Linked DNA regions of Mus musculus: region 2 is linked to region 1. The links are chromatin contacts, called in public Hi-C maps. All regions are on one chromosome and are shown on one strand. Each heading gives the region's core, a stretch centred on a gene start, on an enhancer-like site or on the middle of the called end of the contact. The rest is flanking DNA. Distances are from core to core; before and after follow the strand shown. Region 1 holds the start of C1ql3 (C1q-like 3). Region 2 has its middle 49 kb from the start of C1ql3.

Region 1 (4,633 bases), core at 536-3,035:
AGGTGATGACAGGGACGCGGGATCTTTCTTCTTGTTGGTCAGTAAGCAAAGTGTAGGGCTCAGGAACTCAGCTAGCACAGTTGGCTACCAGTACGAAGGCCTCACCACCGGGTGCCTGCTACTTGGACTGTGCAGAAGGTCTGATTACACTTTTAGGTAGTTAGAAGTGTATTTTCTCCCTGCGGCTACAAGAACAAAGATGCTTCGGTTTTGCACTGACTTGACTCTAACAAAGGCAAAGTAGTCCTGGCCCGCACTGCAAGCCAGTGTTCCTTGTGGCACCACCTACCAGCTCTGAAGAGCAGGTCCTGATTCAGGCTCATATGAGGCTATTTTGCAGCCAATGCAAAGCCAGGCAAGGCAGCTGTGATCAAGTAGGCTAGGATTAGGAAGGGCCTCTGCCGCGCTGCCCTGGAGATAGTGGGTGGTGAAAGGGCTGAGCTCTGACCCGGCAACTTCCCGGACCACTTTCTTGTTCCTTTTCCTACTCCAAGAGTGGGGGTTCCTGTGTTTGCATGCCAGCTGCTATACTGTTACAGTGTAAATGCAACTTTTTCTGTTCCCAGCAGTTCTTCCTTTGGAAACTAACTGGAGTGTAAAGTGACTATTGAGTTTCACCGCCCAAAGCCTCTCAAAGGCCATGCCATTACATGCGCGCGGCAGAGTGCTGTCTGAGCCCTGGGCAGCCTTGTCTGAGACTCGCTCTTGGGGTCCTTCCATCCTCCCCGGAATGCTGGTCTATCTCCTCTGAATCTGGAGCCCTGACACGCCCATTTCGGGCTTCTGAAACCTTCTACATTCTCAGAAAAAGGCTGGAAGCGACTCTAAACTGCAGATAATGCCACAGACCAGGGATTCCCGGCCTGCTGTAAGACAGTTGCTGCAAGTTCACGAGTTGGCCCCGGGGCCAAGATCCCAGTTTCTCGCCCCTCGAGGGTTATGCTCTCAATTGCACGCGCCGAGCACGGTTCTGGCACCCTAAAACTACCTTGTCTGGGCTGCAAGGCGCTCTCCTCTGCGTATGACCCCCGCCTTTCCAGCATGTCACAGAGTCCCCCTCGCTTTAGCCCGGGGAGCCGGGTTGCCGCACCCTTCCTCCGCGGGCTCCCACCCCCATTTCCGGGGTCTCCTCCCTCTTGTCAGCACCTTCTCCGCCCTCCCCACTGCCTGCCCGCGCTCACCTGGTTGTTTTTGCAGAGATCAGCCCACATGCTGGTGCCGTCCCCTCCGCGCATCAGGACGTGGTAGGTGAAGAAGTAGATACCCGGTATGGAGCAGGTGAACTTGCCCGTGGTGGGATCATAGTGGTTTCCGAGATTGGTTACCACGTCGTCGAACTTGAGCACCTCGTAGCCTTCGTGCTGCCGTTTGAGGCCAGCGTAAAAGGCGATCTTGGGCACCGTGCTATAGGTGGCTGCACTGATAGCCCCGGCCGCGTTCAGGCCGGGCGCCCCAGGCGGGCCGGGCAAGCCTTGGCGACCCGGCTCTCCCTTCTCGCCCGGGGGCCCCACGGGGCCCGGCGGTCCGGGCTCTCCCGGGGGCCCACGCGGGCCTGCCTTCCCCGGCCTACCGGCCTCGCCTTTGGGACCCTGGATGAAAGTGGGCAGGGACTGCATAAGGCCCCGGTCCGGAGTGGCGGCGGTGCTGGGAGCCTTGGTGCCCCCATAGGGGTCGCAGACCATGCGGCAGGTGCCCAGCATCTCGTAGTGAGCCGACGTGCCGGCCGAGCTCACCAGCACCGGGATGAGGATGACCAGCAGAAGCACCATCACCACCCCCAGCGCCCCGGCGGCGATCAGGCGCCTCCTGCTGCCCACGAGCCGGCTCAGCGCGGGCCGATCCTCTTGTCTGCTTTTGGACAAAATTTTGAAGGTTGGGCGGGGACCTCTTCAGAGCCGAAAACAATCCCCCTTCGAACCCCAACTCCCCTGGGCGGGCGCGCGCCGGTCGCTCTTGACCGGCTCCTGCTCCCCCCCGCTGAGGCTGCGGCTAGGGAGGGAGCTGGGGCGCCAAGTGACTTGAACTGAAGTCCCGAGCTGGGGGTGGGGGTTGGGGGGAGGGGTGCTCAGGGCGCCCTCTCGCCTCCTGCCAGCCCCTTCGCACCTGTGGCTGCGGCGGGTGCCGGAGCGGCCACCCGGAGGGCAAAGCCAGCTGCCGCCTGCTGCGCTCGTCCGGAGCAGCTCACACTTTTATGCCGCTGCTGCCCGTGATCGACTTTTCCTTTTTTGCAGACTGCGCCAGTTCTCACCAACTTTCTGTCTGAAGTTGCCCTTTTTTTTTTTTCTGCTTCTTGCTTTTCTTTTGTTGGCTTGGTTCGTCTGTCCTTGTCTCTTTTTTTTTTCTTTCTTTCTTTCTTTCTTTTTCTCCTGCAACTCCAACAGAAACGCACCCCCCAACCCTAGAGGGCTGCGGTTGCTTGGGGTCGGGAGGCCCCTGAGATGCGCGGAGCAATGGCAATTCGCAGGATCCGCGGCTCAGAGAAGCTCAGGGACAGAGGAGATAGGAGCTAGCCAGCAGCATCGAGAGCCTCGCCGCCGAAAAGCTGAACGAGAGAGCTGAACGCAGAATTCTGCCTGGGTACCACCTGCCAGGAGAAGAGGAGGCTGACAAACGCGCGCCGGAGCAATTTATAGGAACCCAAGGCACAGAGGAAGGGGAGCCGCTTTGGCATCTCTCTGCAGCATCTGCTCTGCTCATCCCACTCACACAGAGTTTGGCATTACTCTGACAATGTGGGATTTTTTTTTTTCGGCCTCTCCCCCCTCTCAGCAAGGGATGAACAGTGAAACCCTGAATACTTCCTTGTCTAGCCCAGACGATGGCAGCGCCCTAGCTGGTCATACTAGGGGGAGGGAGACAGCTGCGCAACTGCTCTCAGGACTCAAGGGTCACACCTAAATCTATTTCCCCAGTGCCAACAGCTCTTGTTGGAGGTGGAAGTGAAGGTTGAAAGGAGGGAGGTTTGATGACAACATTTCTCCTCTGGCTCATCCACAATCAGTGCTTCAGGTGTTTTTCAAAATGCCACTTTTAACATAAGGAGGGCTCTCTCCAATTTTCCAGACAGTAGATGTGCGTGCTTTTTTTTTTAACCTTAGCATTTGCTTCCATAGCCTTCTAGATGAAATAAGATGAGAACAGTGACGTGTACTTAAAAACCAAAGGACATTTCTTGATTTAAATGAACTTGCCCACCGCCCAAAAGGAGGAGGGCTGGTTCTTTTCACAAGTGCCAAGGGCTTGAGCATGCATGTGCATTTGACTCAGAGGCTTCCAGTTGCAGAGCCCTTCAGGAGACACCATCATTGGACTTGAAGTTGCATTTGCTTAAAAATGCAGCGTGCAGGAGAAGTCATCCCTTGTCCAAAGGCCTTTGAAGGTCTTACAATAAAGCAAGTGGTATTTGCGAAAGTGCTGGTTTTCATGAGACAGAGTTCTTTCTGTAGGTACCATAGCAGATTTCCCAGATATGCATTAGGGGAGGGAAAATAGGGAAATTATGACAAAGAACAGCCACCACCCCTAACAGTGGAAGAGCTGGAAGAAGAAACCACTTGAATTTAGAATACTAATAGAGGGGCCCCAGAGTGAGTATTAGGGGAGTTACCCCACTGGCAAATACATTTGACATATAAGAAGGGTTTAAATAAGTAAGTAGAATTGGTTTCCTAAATCACACTTTTGCATTCAGGAGCAATAGATGTCAATCAAACGTGGATGACATTTACTTGTCAATACGGAACGATGGCTGGGAAGACAGTTACTTATTACAACGGGGTGAGAATCTGAAATAAGGAGCAGGAACAAATAATAATATAACAAGCAAGTAGTACATGCTAGGTAACTATCAGCAGACTCTGGTCTTGCCTGTAGGCTCCACAGCAAGGTATCTCCTTCAAGATTCCACAGCCCCTCTGCACTGTGCCCCATCCCAACAGTTAAGTTCCTTCTCTGATTCAAAGCAAAGTCAAGTGGGCAGACATAGAAACCTTCATTGGCTTCCTGGAGAGGAATGTCAGCAACTGAGAGAGAGTCAACACTAAGGAAGTGGGGCTCTAGCCACTGGTAATGAGGAATGACCCCTCCGTCCCTCAAAACCTTAGCTTTTGTTTTAGGATACATTTGACACATATATTCTGTACAGTTTTGCTCATGTGAACTACCTGGTTTCTGTATTTTTCCCCCCACTGGCTAGCATGGAGAACAAACATTCCAGATCATAATATCAACACCTACCTTTCTAACACCTTCTGAGTTATTTCTCAGAGAACTTTCTCTGAGGTGAGAAAATGGTAAGCTTGTGATGTCCATAATGGAAGGAAATATACTAATGCAACAGAACCTTCTATCCTGTTCCTGGATATCTCAGTCCACGGAGCCTTTTCATTACTAAGAAGAGTTTGGTAGAAGGGGGTGAAAAGGTTTTTGTTTAATAGCAATAAATAAATGCTCATCAAAAGCCCAGAACACAAAGAGTTTTCCTATGAAAGATGCGTATTTTATGAGTGAACCCATCAATGCAAATGTGAAATATTAGAGTCAAGACAACCCTGAGAAATTAGTTTTCACCTTGCTCATACAGGCAGGAAGAACCAGAGCTGTGCAGAGAATCAGGGCCATTGGTGACCCTGCT
Region 2 (4,633 bases), core at 1,423-3,922, 50 kb after region 1:
ACTGATAAGTGGATATTAACCCAGAAACTTAGAATACCCAAGGTACAAGATACAATTTGAAAAACACATGAAACTGAAGAAGAATGAAGACCAAAGTGTGGACACTTTGCCCCTTCTTAGAATTGGGAACAAAATACCCATGGAAGGAGTTACAGAGACAAAGTTTGGAGCTGAGACAAAAGGATGGACCATCTAGAGATTGCCATACCTGGGAATCCATCCCATAATCAGCCTCCAAATGCTGACACCATTACATACACTAGCAAGATTTTGCTGAAAGGACCCTGATATAGCTGTCTCTTGTGAGACTATGCCAGGGCCTAGCAAACACAGAAGTGGATGCTCACAGTCAGCTATTGGATGGAACACAGGGCCCCCAATGGCAAAGCTAGAGAAAGTACACAAGGAGCTGGGGGGATCTGCAACCCTATAGGTAGAACAACAATATGAACTAACCAGCAGTCCCCCCCACCCTCCGCCCTGAGCTCATGTCTCTAGCTGCATATGTATCAGAAGATGGCCTAGTCGGCCATCATTGGAAAGAGAGGCCCATTGGACATGCAAACTTTATATGCCTCAGTACAGGGGAATGCCAGGGTCAAGAAGTAGGAGTGGGTGGGTGGGGGACTTTTGGGATAGCATTGGAAATGTAAATGAAATAAATACCTATAAAAAAATCCAAAAAGAAAAGAAAAGAAAATCTTTAAATGCTGAGGAAGTAAAATAACAAATATATTGCCTTGAAACTCTGGAGGCTACAGATCTGAAATCAAGGTGACAGATGTTAGGGCTGGTTTCTTCTGCCAGTTCTGAAGACTCTTCCAATGGAATCTTTGGACATCTCCTTGATATGTTTCTTCACTGTATTTCCTCGGCTGCTCCTACTTTTCTTCTTCCTCCTCTTCCTTCTTCCTCTCTCTCTCTCTCTCTCTCTCTCTCTCTCTCTCTCTCCCCGTCTCTCTCTGTCTCTCTGTCTCTGTCTCTGTCTCTGTCTCTCTCTCTCTCTCTCTCTCTCTCTCACACACACACACACACACACACACACACACACACACACACATTCATAACAATGACCGTAATGTTGGATAGTGACCCGATCCTTTATGATCTCATGAACATGTGACAACCATAATCACCCTATTTCCATTAGGGCCTCATGGTCAAGACATCCATTTATGAATTTTGAGAGATGCCTAGAACTTTAACAACAAAATTTAGTCATGCACTGCCCAACACTGATCACGTATCTTTGTTGACAAATCTTTCCAGAGTGTGAAAGTAAGGAAGGAAATGAAAATCTTGGGCTTCACTGTCTGTGCAATAGCTTTTAGATGTCTCCTACAGGTAGTAAATTCCTTTCTTGTATGCCGGGTGTGGTGGCTCACACCTTTAATCCCAGCACTCAGGAGGCAGAGGCAGGCGGATTTCTGAGTTCGAGGCCAGCCTGGTCTACAAAGTGAGTTCCAGGACAGCCAGGGCTACACAGAGAAACCCTGCCTCGAAAAAACAAAACAAAACAAACAAACAACAACAAAAAACAAATTCCTTTCTTGTACAATGAATGCGGAGTTGGAGGTGACATTTATAAGAGTCACTGGAAGCCTAAACAATCTGCCTGCTTTCAGCTGGAGGTTAATGTCACAGATAAACTCAGAAAACAAAGAACATGAAGAACATGACAAAAACTCCATGATGCTTACGGATGCAAAGCTTTTATAGAAAAACTAGAAATCAATGAAAATGTTAATACCTGCATGTGGAAGTCAGAGAACAGCTCTGAGAGTGAGTCCTGTCCTTCTACCTTCTTTTGTAGGTAGGGTCTCTCTGTGTTTCTACTGCTCCCCAAAGTCTTTCTATAAAGGATGGATTTCTCCGGATTTTGCTTTTGTTGCCCCTCCCCCACCATTTGCTTTCTTGATCTCATTAGCAAAAGGAAAAAAAAATTCCTATTGCATTCGTTTACATTTTGAGCCACCATGGGGGAGAACAGCAGTGCCTACTACCTGGGATCTTGTTCTTGTCTGGAGCCTTTAGGCCAGTGATTATCAACCCTTGGGACACGACCCCTTTGAGTGTTGAATGACACTTTCATAAGGGTCATTTATGACCAAGAGAAAACACAGGGATCTACATTATGATCTATAACAGCATCAACATTATAGTTATGAAATAGCAACAAAAATAATTTAATGGTTGGGGTCATCACAACATGAGGAAGTATATTAAAGGCTCGAAGCACTATGAAAGTTGGGCACTATTGGGCCTTCCTGTGCTTTAGAGAGCATAGCAGAACAATTCATGTCACCTCTCACCAACTCACAGTTTCTCCTAAGTGCAAAAGGGCTTCCTAGATTGTTCAGTCTGCCTGGAGAAGCAATAAGACCATCCCAGACCATCGTGGGACGCTCTTTCACTTACAGCCACAGTCACTCTCTCCTTGTCTTAGAGGGAAGCTGGATGCAAAGAAGACAACCCTGAGTTTCATCACTAGAAGGAGATGAAAACTGAGAAGGGACAAAATAGAAACTGTGCTCCACCACTGCTAATCAGCAGGCATGCTGGCTCCCTTCCTCATGCCAAGCCGAGTTTTCTGTTCTCAGCTCCTCTTACCTCACCCACCAGGCACCAGCTCTCCTTCTGTTTGAGAGCCACAGCATTTTAATTTTGTCAGTTTGAGCCATCCCACCCAAATCCTATGGCACTCGCACAGGGTGGCACCTTCTTTGCACCTACTCCATGGGATGAAGAGCCTGGCACCAGCCCTGACACTCACGATGGCTCTGCCCATACCTGCAGTCACAGGTACAGGTGCAACAGTTAATGTCTGGCTATACTTTCTGAAAGGCAAATGAGATGCATCTCCTTCCTTTTTAATGCTCACCATTAATATTTTTGAAAAGAAAATGGAGAAAACTTTCAGCATCCCCGACAGTGTGTTCCGTGAGTTTCCTGGTGGGAGGTGATGAAGGCATTTTTTAACTGACTAAAAATGGTTAGCCACAACACCATGAAAATATCCCAGAATGTTTTAAAATGAAGGGGAAAAAAATCCTCTGCCATGGAAATAGCAGTTGAGAGGGGATACAGGGGCTGCTGGCAGCTCTGAGTGGCTGATTTTATTTTCTCTAGACCTCTTTAGTGATTTCCATGCCAATTTCCACCTACTTCAAAAAAAAAAAATCTAGCCTCCCAAAGTCCAGAGGGGGGAAAAAGTATGGGCCATTTGTTATTTTGGACACAGATGATTCCAGCGGAGGTAGAACATTAAAATGTTTCAAGAAGCACAGCCTTTGAACTGCCTCTATAGTTCTCATCTGTCACCAACTCTTCCCAGTTGTGAACCCTCTCCATCGAGAGCAGAACCCTTTGGTGGCTCTGTATGCTTCAGTGAGTCCTCCCAGGGTACCTTTTTTAAGTGGTGGGATTTAGCCAAGGCTTGTTACTAATGCTTAACAACTACTTATACCACAGACAGATCTAAGCTTCAAATTATGGCAGACAACACCATTTTAAAATCTTCCACCATTTTCAACTTCCCTGCCTCAAAGATGCCCACTGCTTTGTTCTGTATTACTGGCTGGAGAGGTTGGTGTGAGTGGCAGGGATCAATACCATACTTGTTACCGTGCTTTGAGTCCCTTAAGGGAACAACATCAGATCGTATGTCTGGAGGGCAAAGGCAGCTAAAGGTAATTTGCATACGACAAATGGAAGCGTGAGGGAGATTTCAGCATTACTATCTATTCCTTCAAATAGCACTGGGTGCACTTGTGGCTCTGGTTGTTAACGGCTTGAGCTATTGTATTGACTTGAATTTCAATAGTGAGAGTTTCTGCTACTCTACCCTTTCTCCTAGTCGTTCTCCACTTAGGTCCCCCTGAGGAAGCCTATTCTAGGTCTTCTCCTCCAATCTCTCCACATGCTCTTAGGGAGGACACTCTTCTTTCATTAGCTCAAGATCCCTCTTACTGAGGGATCTCTTGGAGGAGCCTGTAACCTTGACTTGGAAACGGAGGGTGTCAAGAGCTGAAAGAGATAGCAGGGGAAGGAAGGAATGTGAAATTCAGCCCAAACTGGGAGAATAGAAAGGGGGAGAAAACAGTACATTATCTCTTCTAGACTCACAGGTCAGCATTTCCACCTTTGTGCTGGGACTAAATTACAGTGGAATGGCACAGAAGAGCCAAGCACATATGCAAGTTTAGGCACCAGTAGATTCTCTTGGTCTTCTCCCTCACGGTTAGTTTGCCAGGAAGATCTTCTTTGAAATGCACAGGGATTTGATTTATAGAGAACTACTAACTGTGTATTTCTGTTATACTAGCCGAGATGGACCTTTAAAACTCAAACATAGATCTCTGCTGCCTCTGCAATGCATATACAGCCAACCAGATCCATTTTACCAGATCTTATTTTGTTTGTTTGGTTGGTTAGTTGGTTTTGATTTTTCCAGACAGGATTTCTCTGTGTAGCCCTGGTTGTCCTGGAACTCACTCTGTAGACCAGGCTGCCCTAGAACCCAGAAATCCACCTGCCTCTTCCTCCCAAGTGCTGGGATTAAAGGTGTGCACCACCACTGCCAGGCTCAGATCTTGGTTTCATTTGATCATTTCTGAACTGTTTGAGAACAGAA

Evidence for each region. Hi-C and Micro-C count contacts between places; a contact is called where the count stands out from the background.
Region 2: a contact with region 1 is called in a Hi-C map of cortical neurons, with 1.9 times the contacts expected there. The contact joins the enhancer-like site here to the promoter of C1ql3 in region 1. A contact is called at or near these places in 2 of 484 Hi-C or Micro-C datasets (cerebral cortex and cortical neurons), 2 of 115 datasets of contacts at active chromatin or transcription factors (embryonic stem cells and neural progenitor cells) and 2 of 9 other capture datasets (adipose tissue and pancreatic islet).

The regions. Positions count from the first base shown.
Region 1 is chr2:13,009,079-13,013,711 of GRCm38.p6, forward strand. It overlaps C1ql3 (C1q-like 3), which reads right to left and starts at 1,786. Exons shown (of 2, transcript NM_153155.2): 1 at 1,182-1,786. The coding sequence starts at 1,769.
Region 2 is chr2:13,057,984-13,062,616 of GRCm38.p6, forward strand. No RefSeq gene overlaps it. Among named protein-coding and RNA genes, the nearest start is that of C1ql3, 49 kb to the left of the region's middle. Within about 2 kb of position 2,673, at least 3 of the 459 cell types and tissues checked have an H3K27ac peak or open chromatin away from gene starts, as enhancers often do. A contact at or near this core is called in cortical neurons, where this site is marked.